Linked DNA regions of Mus musculus: region 2 is linked to region 1. The links are chromatin contacts, called in public HiChIP or PLAC-seq maps. All regions are on one chromosome and are shown on one strand. Each heading gives the region's core, a stretch centred on a gene start, on an enhancer-like site or on the middle of the called end of the contact. The rest is flanking DNA. Distances are from core to core; before and after follow the strand shown.

What was found. HiChIP or PLAC-seq counts read pairs in DNA pulled down with a chosen protein or histone mark.
Region 2: an H3K27ac HiChIP or PLAC-seq map of extraembryonic endoderm stem cells shows a contact between it and region 1, with 2.6 times the contacts expected there. The contact joins the promoter of Neurod4 here to the enhancer-like site in region 1. A contact is called at or near these places in 17 of 39 promoter capture datasets (the 3T3-L1 cell line, 3T3-L1-derived adipocytes, the C10 cell line and 12 more), 2 of 15 datasets of contacts at CTCF or cohesin (CD8 T cells and large pre-B cells), 99 of 484 Hi-C or Micro-C datasets (the 63-12 cell line, the AML12 cell line, B cells and 62 more), 16 of 115 datasets of contacts at active chromatin or transcription factors (a beta-TC-6 cell line, bone marrow-derived dendritic cells, cardiomyocytes and 8 more) and 3 of 9 other capture datasets (adipose tissue, embryonic stem cells and liver).

What each region holds. Positions count from the first base shown.
Region 1 is chr10:130,240,731-130,244,521 of GRCm38.p6, reverse strand. No RefSeq gene overlaps it. Among named protein-coding and RNA genes, the nearest start is that of Olfr827, 31 kb to the right of the region's middle. Within about 2 kb of position 1,666, at least 1 of the 459 cell types and tissues checked has an H3K27ac peak or open chromatin away from gene starts, as enhancers often do. A contact at or near this core is called in extraembryonic endoderm stem cells, where this site is marked.
Region 2 is chr10:130,278,790-130,282,191 of GRCm38.p6, reverse strand. Neurod4 (neurogenic differentiation 4) reads left to right here and starts at 1,938. Exons shown (of 2, transcript NM_007501.5): 1 at 1,938-2,035.

The sequences.
Region 1 (3,791 bases), core at 417-2,916:
GTGGGGGTGGGAGTAGGATTTGAGTTGCCTTCCCTGTCAGCTGGTGTTTGTTTTCATGACAGATGGTGGGTGATGACGTGTCTTTATTGTCTTCCCTAGCTTGCCCTAGAGGGAGTTTTTATTTGCCAGCAAATGTGCTATACTTCCAGAGGAAATGGCATCTGCCTCTGAGGGGATGTCCAGCAGGCATCTCTGTCCTTTCCTTTGCATCCTTTGGCCTGAAAGCAACTCTGTGACCCTTTAGTTGACTTAGGAGACATAGTATTGGGGCACATTTAACCTTCCCTTGGAGTTATATATAGACACAGAATGAATTTTTTTATACTAAGACTGTTTAATAAAACATGAAAAATGCCAAATTTGCCAATAACCACTCTTGTGTCCCTACTAAATTCTTTCTCCATCTCATTTTCTCTTTCTTTGTCTTAATACCTGTGATGGTTTCCCTTAAAGTTATTAGGTGAAAATGTTACTTTCAGATAAAAGGAAATGAAATATGTATGAATGGTTTTCTGAGAGTTCATTATTCCCAAATGCTAACAAGCATTAGTACTGTACATGTACTCTTATATGAAGTGTAAGGGAGTTTGCAAAGATCTGGTTTTTACTAGTTACATTGATTAGTTTTTGTCAACTTGACACTAACTAGAGTCACTTAAGAAGAGGGAACATCAATTGAGGAGTTGGCTTCATCTGATTGGCCTGTAAGCCTGTCTGTGGCATATTTTCTTGATTAATGATTGATGCAGGAGAGCCATGTTCACTGTGTTATTAGCCCTAAACAGGTGGGCTTAGGCTGAACAGAAAAGGTACCTAAACAAGCCAAAGCCAGTCATGCACTAAGCATTCTTCCACAGTTTCTTCTTCAACTCAAAAAACAAATTAAGACAAAAGTTATGGTGAGCAAGGTATGTGTGTTTTTGACAAGAACTTAATCTTTTTCCTGATAATACAAACTGAGTTTAGTAATTCAACAATATTTTGAAGAAGAATAGAGTAAAGGTAAGGAAACTCATTGCTAGTGGAATAAAAAAGGAATAGGGAAGAGTCATATAATTGGATAAAAGAATAAAGGTAGTTTCTAGGAATTAAAGAGGCCACATGTTTGTGGAAAAAAGAATACCATGCAACCCAAGACCAGAGTAGTCACAGGAAGAGAAATGTAGATTTTTTTTTTTAATTTCCTCAGAGGATGGGATGAGATGAGATCCATACCCAGGCTTTCTGAATACATGGCTTGGGCTGAACCCAGAGTCTTTTAATCTAACTTTCCCTACACCTAGGCCTGGAAGCTTCTAGCCTTCATACAATCTAGTCTTTTGTAAGCCTGGATCTTGAAGGCTTCAGCTTCTTTGCTTTGTCTTCTAACCTAGTCCTAGAATGTTTCAGCCTACAAGACTTACTGCTGAATAAACTCACTCTTTCTAGCTCTTTCTCAACTCTGGATGGCTTCATTCAACTCAGCTGTCCTGGATCAAACCCCTCTTCAAGCTGACTGATTCAAATTGACTTTTCTTAGCATCTGACTGATTCAAATTGACTTTTCTTAGCATCTGACTGAATGGCTCTAATTGGAAAAACTGCCTCTGAACTCCACAAGCTGAATTTCACTGACTGCTAAATGGAACTCCACTGAACTCAACTCCACCTCTTTCCTTAAATAGCCTCTCTTTCCTGTCTGCTCTTGAGAGGGTTGGGCATATCCTATCTCTGACTCATTTTGTCAAATCTTTCTCTGATTTATCACTTTATCTGCCCCTCAGTTAGATAATATTGCTTGGGATTAAATGTGTGTACTAAGGGTATGTCTGCATTCCAACCAGATTACACAGACTCAGATTTTTGGATGTGATCCCTTGCCAGAGTAACTATGTTGTTGGATTAAAATTCCTCTACAAGAAACAACTATTATACTGGCTAAATAGACATAACATTAAACTGACCCATAATGACATGGTTATGCTTATAGATCAATGCAGCTCTCAACTTTCATCATAGAAACCTCTATATTCAGTAGATGGTGATTAACACAGAGATACACAACTGGCCAAGGTGTACAGAACAAGAGACTTCAGAATTCTCAGTCTTAAATAGAGCTGAGAATTATGAAGGCTCAGGAATCAATGAAGAAAGAGAAGACCGAAAGAGTGTAAGAGCCAGAGGTGGTGGATGACTACAAGAAAACAGTGTCTTTTGAACATAGCAGGGCAGCTGCATATATGAATACATAATGGCTGCAATAGCAGCAACAAGACCTGTACAAGTTCAAGCCAGAACAAAACATAATAAATAAATAGCTAGCATGGAGATATATGTAAAACCTCACCCCAAGCTATGGAATTATTAACAATTATTAGGTAGTAGAAAAACGAGAGACAGTTTTCTCAAAGAGTATAGTCCCTGGAAAGTTGACCACACTTGTATGGAAGGCCGTACATCCAAGAATATCTCAGCAGCATGAATTAGGCTTGAGAAGGTTTCATTTCCTTCAAAAACAGCACAAAGTTGAGTATGTTAGGAAATAGCAGAGGGAAGAGACCTGGGATGAGCTGGCAAGGGGGGTAAATATGAACAAAACACACTTTATAAAACTCCCATCAAAATATAACAAACAGAAAACAGTTTTAGAAGTGATAACATAAAAGTGAAAGTGATGGAGCAGGGCAGTCCTCACCTATTACTTTTCTCATTACCAGGACAAAATACTTAAGAGAAAAAAAAGAGAGATGACAGGTTTATTTTAATTCATAGTTTCCATGGATTGTTGTAGTGAGTCATGGTTGGGATGATGGGGTGCAGCTCATGGCAGGAGGATTAAGTAACTACAGGCAAGATTCTACTATAACTCATAAACCCAGGAATCACCTCTGGTAGCCATGACCTACCTCCTAACAGTTCAAAAGCCTTCCTAATGAACATCACAAGCCTAATGAGCATCAACAGCCTTCCTAATGAACACCACAAGGTGCTCAATCACATGAGCCTGTGGGAGCCACTCCACATTTGAACCCTAACACTATTAAATATGAAAGTAAGTACAATACAGAGACACCTCAAAATAATAATTCACTTTTCTTCTTATTAAATTAGAAGTAAATTGATAAAAGTCCTCTGATTTCTGGAAGCTTTTGATCTTTGTGGCTAAAATTTAGATATCTCATTAAGATCTGTATAGCTTGTGTGGACTAGACATATCCCTGTGCCTACGTGTTACTGAAATAACATCTATAAAAATACTTGTATACTTATATAGTATTGATAAACTTGTCTGACTACTTAGCAAAGAATTTTAAAACCAAAAAAAAAAAAACCTCTCACAATTATGGCTTAAAAAATATAGAAGCATGTTTTTCTCTGATTAAAAAATCTTGAAATAATAAACATTGGGATACATTGGGAGAAACTACACAGTTATCAAGGACTCAGAAACATAATTTCTTACTATTTTATACACATAGCTTTTATTCATCTCTAAAGTTGTTGCTCTAGATCCTTTTTTTATGGTTACATTCGAGCCATAAAGATGGGGACTAAGGAGTGAGAGTGGATACAGAGAGGGCAAGTGTAAATTTGTAGAGTGAGACCATGACCTGCTACTATCCTAGCCTGAATTTAGTGACATGATCACCCAGAGTTACACAGGCGTTGAACAACCATATGCCTGGCTTCTCTTTACCATGTAAGTAAGAGCAAAGAACAAACATTAATGGATTTCAACAGTCTTCTTCATAGCTGGGTCATAATTACTAAAACATAACACATGGGTCATATTTATTGTTAGTAATCTGATC
Region 2 (3,402 bases), core at 689-3,188, 37 kb before region 1:
GTTGCCTTCCTTTTCTCTGCTTCAATGGCTCCTAGTGTCAGGCCAGTGGGCCAGCAACTGAGTGCTGGTCTGGTCTCCTTTTCTCCACTCAGCAGATGGTTCTAACAGGTTACCTCAGATCTTTACAAAAAAGCAATAGAGAAAGAGGGAAGGGCTGTGGACTGGCCCTCTGGCCCAGGAACTATGTGGGGGAGGAGAATGAATGCAAATGACCTTAATTCTCTTTTCCTACGGCAGTCATCACTCCCTCCTTTTGCTGATTGCACAGCCTTTCTGCCCTTCCTGCTCTCTCAGAATTCAACAGCCAACCCCACAACTGTCAAGGGGTTTTGACAGAAACCCTGATGAATGCATTCCACCCACTTTTCTGAAAAAAAACAAAAACAAAAAACAAAAAACAAACAAACAAAAAAACCCCCAGCAAACAACTCAAAAACCGAAAACCAGTTCTTAAAGAAAAACTCCCTCTGCCACTACAAGTACACACACACACACCATGTGTGTGCACCCACACAATTGAATGTATTTTGAAAGTTAATCCTCTTATGTTCAATTCCTTACATCTGTCAGAGGTATCTGGGCACAATGTTCCATCTCTACCCTCACCTTTGTCTCAATATGTTCATCTTTCTACTAATGGTCCATTCCTTTCCTCCTACAGTAAATCTCACAGGCATGGTGCCACTTCCAAAACAACAACAACAACAACAACAACAACAACAACAACAACAACAACAACAACTTTTTAGTATCCATGTATATGGCTTTGAAGACAGAATTCGGGGGAGTGACCCATCTAATAAGCATACATTTAGAAATTATTAAGATGCTTTATTTAGGGGCAAACTGTCCTATTTGTACCCTCCCTCTGGCTGAGGAATAAATTCTGATATGTTTCCAGAAATTACCATGTCTATTATGCATTGCTTAAGTGAAGTTTATTTTGCTGAGCAATAGTTCCTGGATAAGGAACAAAAAGATTAGTGAGGCTTTAAAGATTTGCTGAAAATTAATAGTTACTTGTAAAAACCAGAAAAATTATTTTTTAAATTTAGTTTTCTATGAAGACGAAGAATCACAAAATACCTATGTTAGAGTTCAAAAAATTAACTATTTAAAACCTAAGATAGTCTTTAATTATAGTGGTAATAAAACTATCTTTTAGAGCCAGAGCTCCAAGGGTTTATACATTTGCTTTTGTGTTCATAAATGTCACACGAACAATACACAACAGGCCAATACAGCAAATATGGTTAAAACAGAAATATATTTGTTATGTTGCAAAGGGAGACTGAGACTTCCTTAGTTTACACTTAAAACTCTAAGAAAAAGGCTGGGAATGTAGCTTAGTGGTAAAGTGCTTGTTTAGCATATGCAAGGCTAGGTTCAAATGTTAGAAATACACACACACACACAAACACACACACACACACACACACACACACACACACACACACACACACACAGCAAAAATAATCTGTCCAAGACACAAAACCAAAATCTGAAAAAACAACAACCAACCAATCAAACCAATAATCTCCCCATGTAGGGTAGTAGAGTCACTAATACTACGTCCTTGCTGTGTAGTTTTCTCAGGTTTTGATTCATTTTAAGCATGGGCCACCAATCTCATGTACCTTTTTAGCTTTCTTTCCAAGTGTGTCTCCAGTTTTCTGACCCCCCTCCTGTTTTGCCTGCTCTACCCTGCCTTGTACCTTTCTAATCACAAGTCTTTTCAGTTCCCTTAGTTTTCACCCATCAACTTCAGCAGCCCACACCCTCTAGTTCCTTCCTGGTTTAAACAAAAACAAACACGCAGTGGCAAAGCTGGACCTGGTCAGAGAAGCCTTGTGAAGGAGGTGTGTCTTTAGGCTAGGAAGGGGAGGGGCTACCCTGTGGGCAACATCTCCCGCCCTGGTCAGCAGCCAAAACCAGCAAAACGGCGGCAAGTCAGAAGCTCCAGTCAGATCACAGGAGCTGCCCAGAGACTGTGGTACTGAAAGAACTACTCGCGGGAGCTGACCCCGGGAAAGAGGTACTGAAAAGACATAGAAAACCAGCTGTGGTGGAGGCACTGACATGAAGGCATCCTGGTAGTGCATCAGAACTCCAGGAAAAAGTAGAATAAGTAACAGCCAAGGTACTCAGACCAGGAACAGTCACTAGAAGGTAGCTACCAGTTTAACATGGACGACTGAAAGGGTCTTCTGTTTCCCACGATCTGCCTGGTCAGGTCAGGGTAGAACTGACTGCTCTGATAGTTCTTCAGGACACAGATTAGAGTTTAATCTTGGAACTGGACTTCCAGAGGTGAGCCTGTGAACGGGGTGTGGGTACTAAAGTTTCTGTGTGAAGTTCCCACAGATGTAGAAGAGAAGACTTTGCTGGTGACTCCTCTGTCATTGTGAAGCCCAACTTTCCATCTTGCTAATCCTAAAAGCTGCAAAAGTTTAGCTGTTTTCCCAAAGTGGCTTAGCAAGCAAGTTGGAAGAAATTGGTACATTTGAGTGCTTTGTTCACAAAGCCGACGGTCTGGGCAAACAGTGGAGGGAGAGGAATAGAAATGGAAATTAAATAAGGAGAGGGAGATCTTGGGAGGTCACAGGTGAAGATTCTCCTCACTGTCTCCATTTGCTTAGCCAAAAGTTCTTCAATGGTTTGGAGATAGAAAGTGTATTTCCCCCAGCTGTTTAAGATTGTAAATTAGACAAAATGATTGTCCAAATGTATCTTTTCTCTTTTGCCATATACTCATCACTTTCCCACAAAATATATTCAAGAAATATTAACAAATGCAAATGATCCCCCCTTAGTTTCTAACATAGTAAAGAACATGGGGAGAAAATCAGATACTTGTTTAACTTCTGCTAATGAAGTTCACTATTACGACCTGAGGCTGTGCAACTGAATGAAGTACAGTATGGCCTTGCTCTCTCTCTCTCTCTCTCCTTCTCTCTCTCTCTCTCTCCCTCTCTCTCTCTCTCTCCCTCTGTGTATATGTGTGGGGCATGCAGATAGTTACTAATCAATAGAAAATTGTAGCTGTAGATGTAAAAGCTTGGCTATGAAAGAGTTACTATTCTACTCACTGTTCCCATACAATGCCACATGTGAACTCCTTGGTTTATGTTTCTTTTTTTGTTTTTGTGTTTGTTTTTGTTTTTGTTGTAGGTTCTGAGCAAATATTTCATTTATGTGTTTCTTAACTTCTCTAAACATTAGCCTGTATAACCGTTTTCTGTTGTGTTTAGAGCCATAGCAGCAAGAGGTAATCAAGTAACATCAGCTTATGAGGGGAAAAACACTGGACAGTCTACCACAAATACATGTGTAAATACTTTTCACTCACTTTCCAACTGAAACTTTTCCAGAATGAATGAAGGTAAAGGTATAGGAAGAATT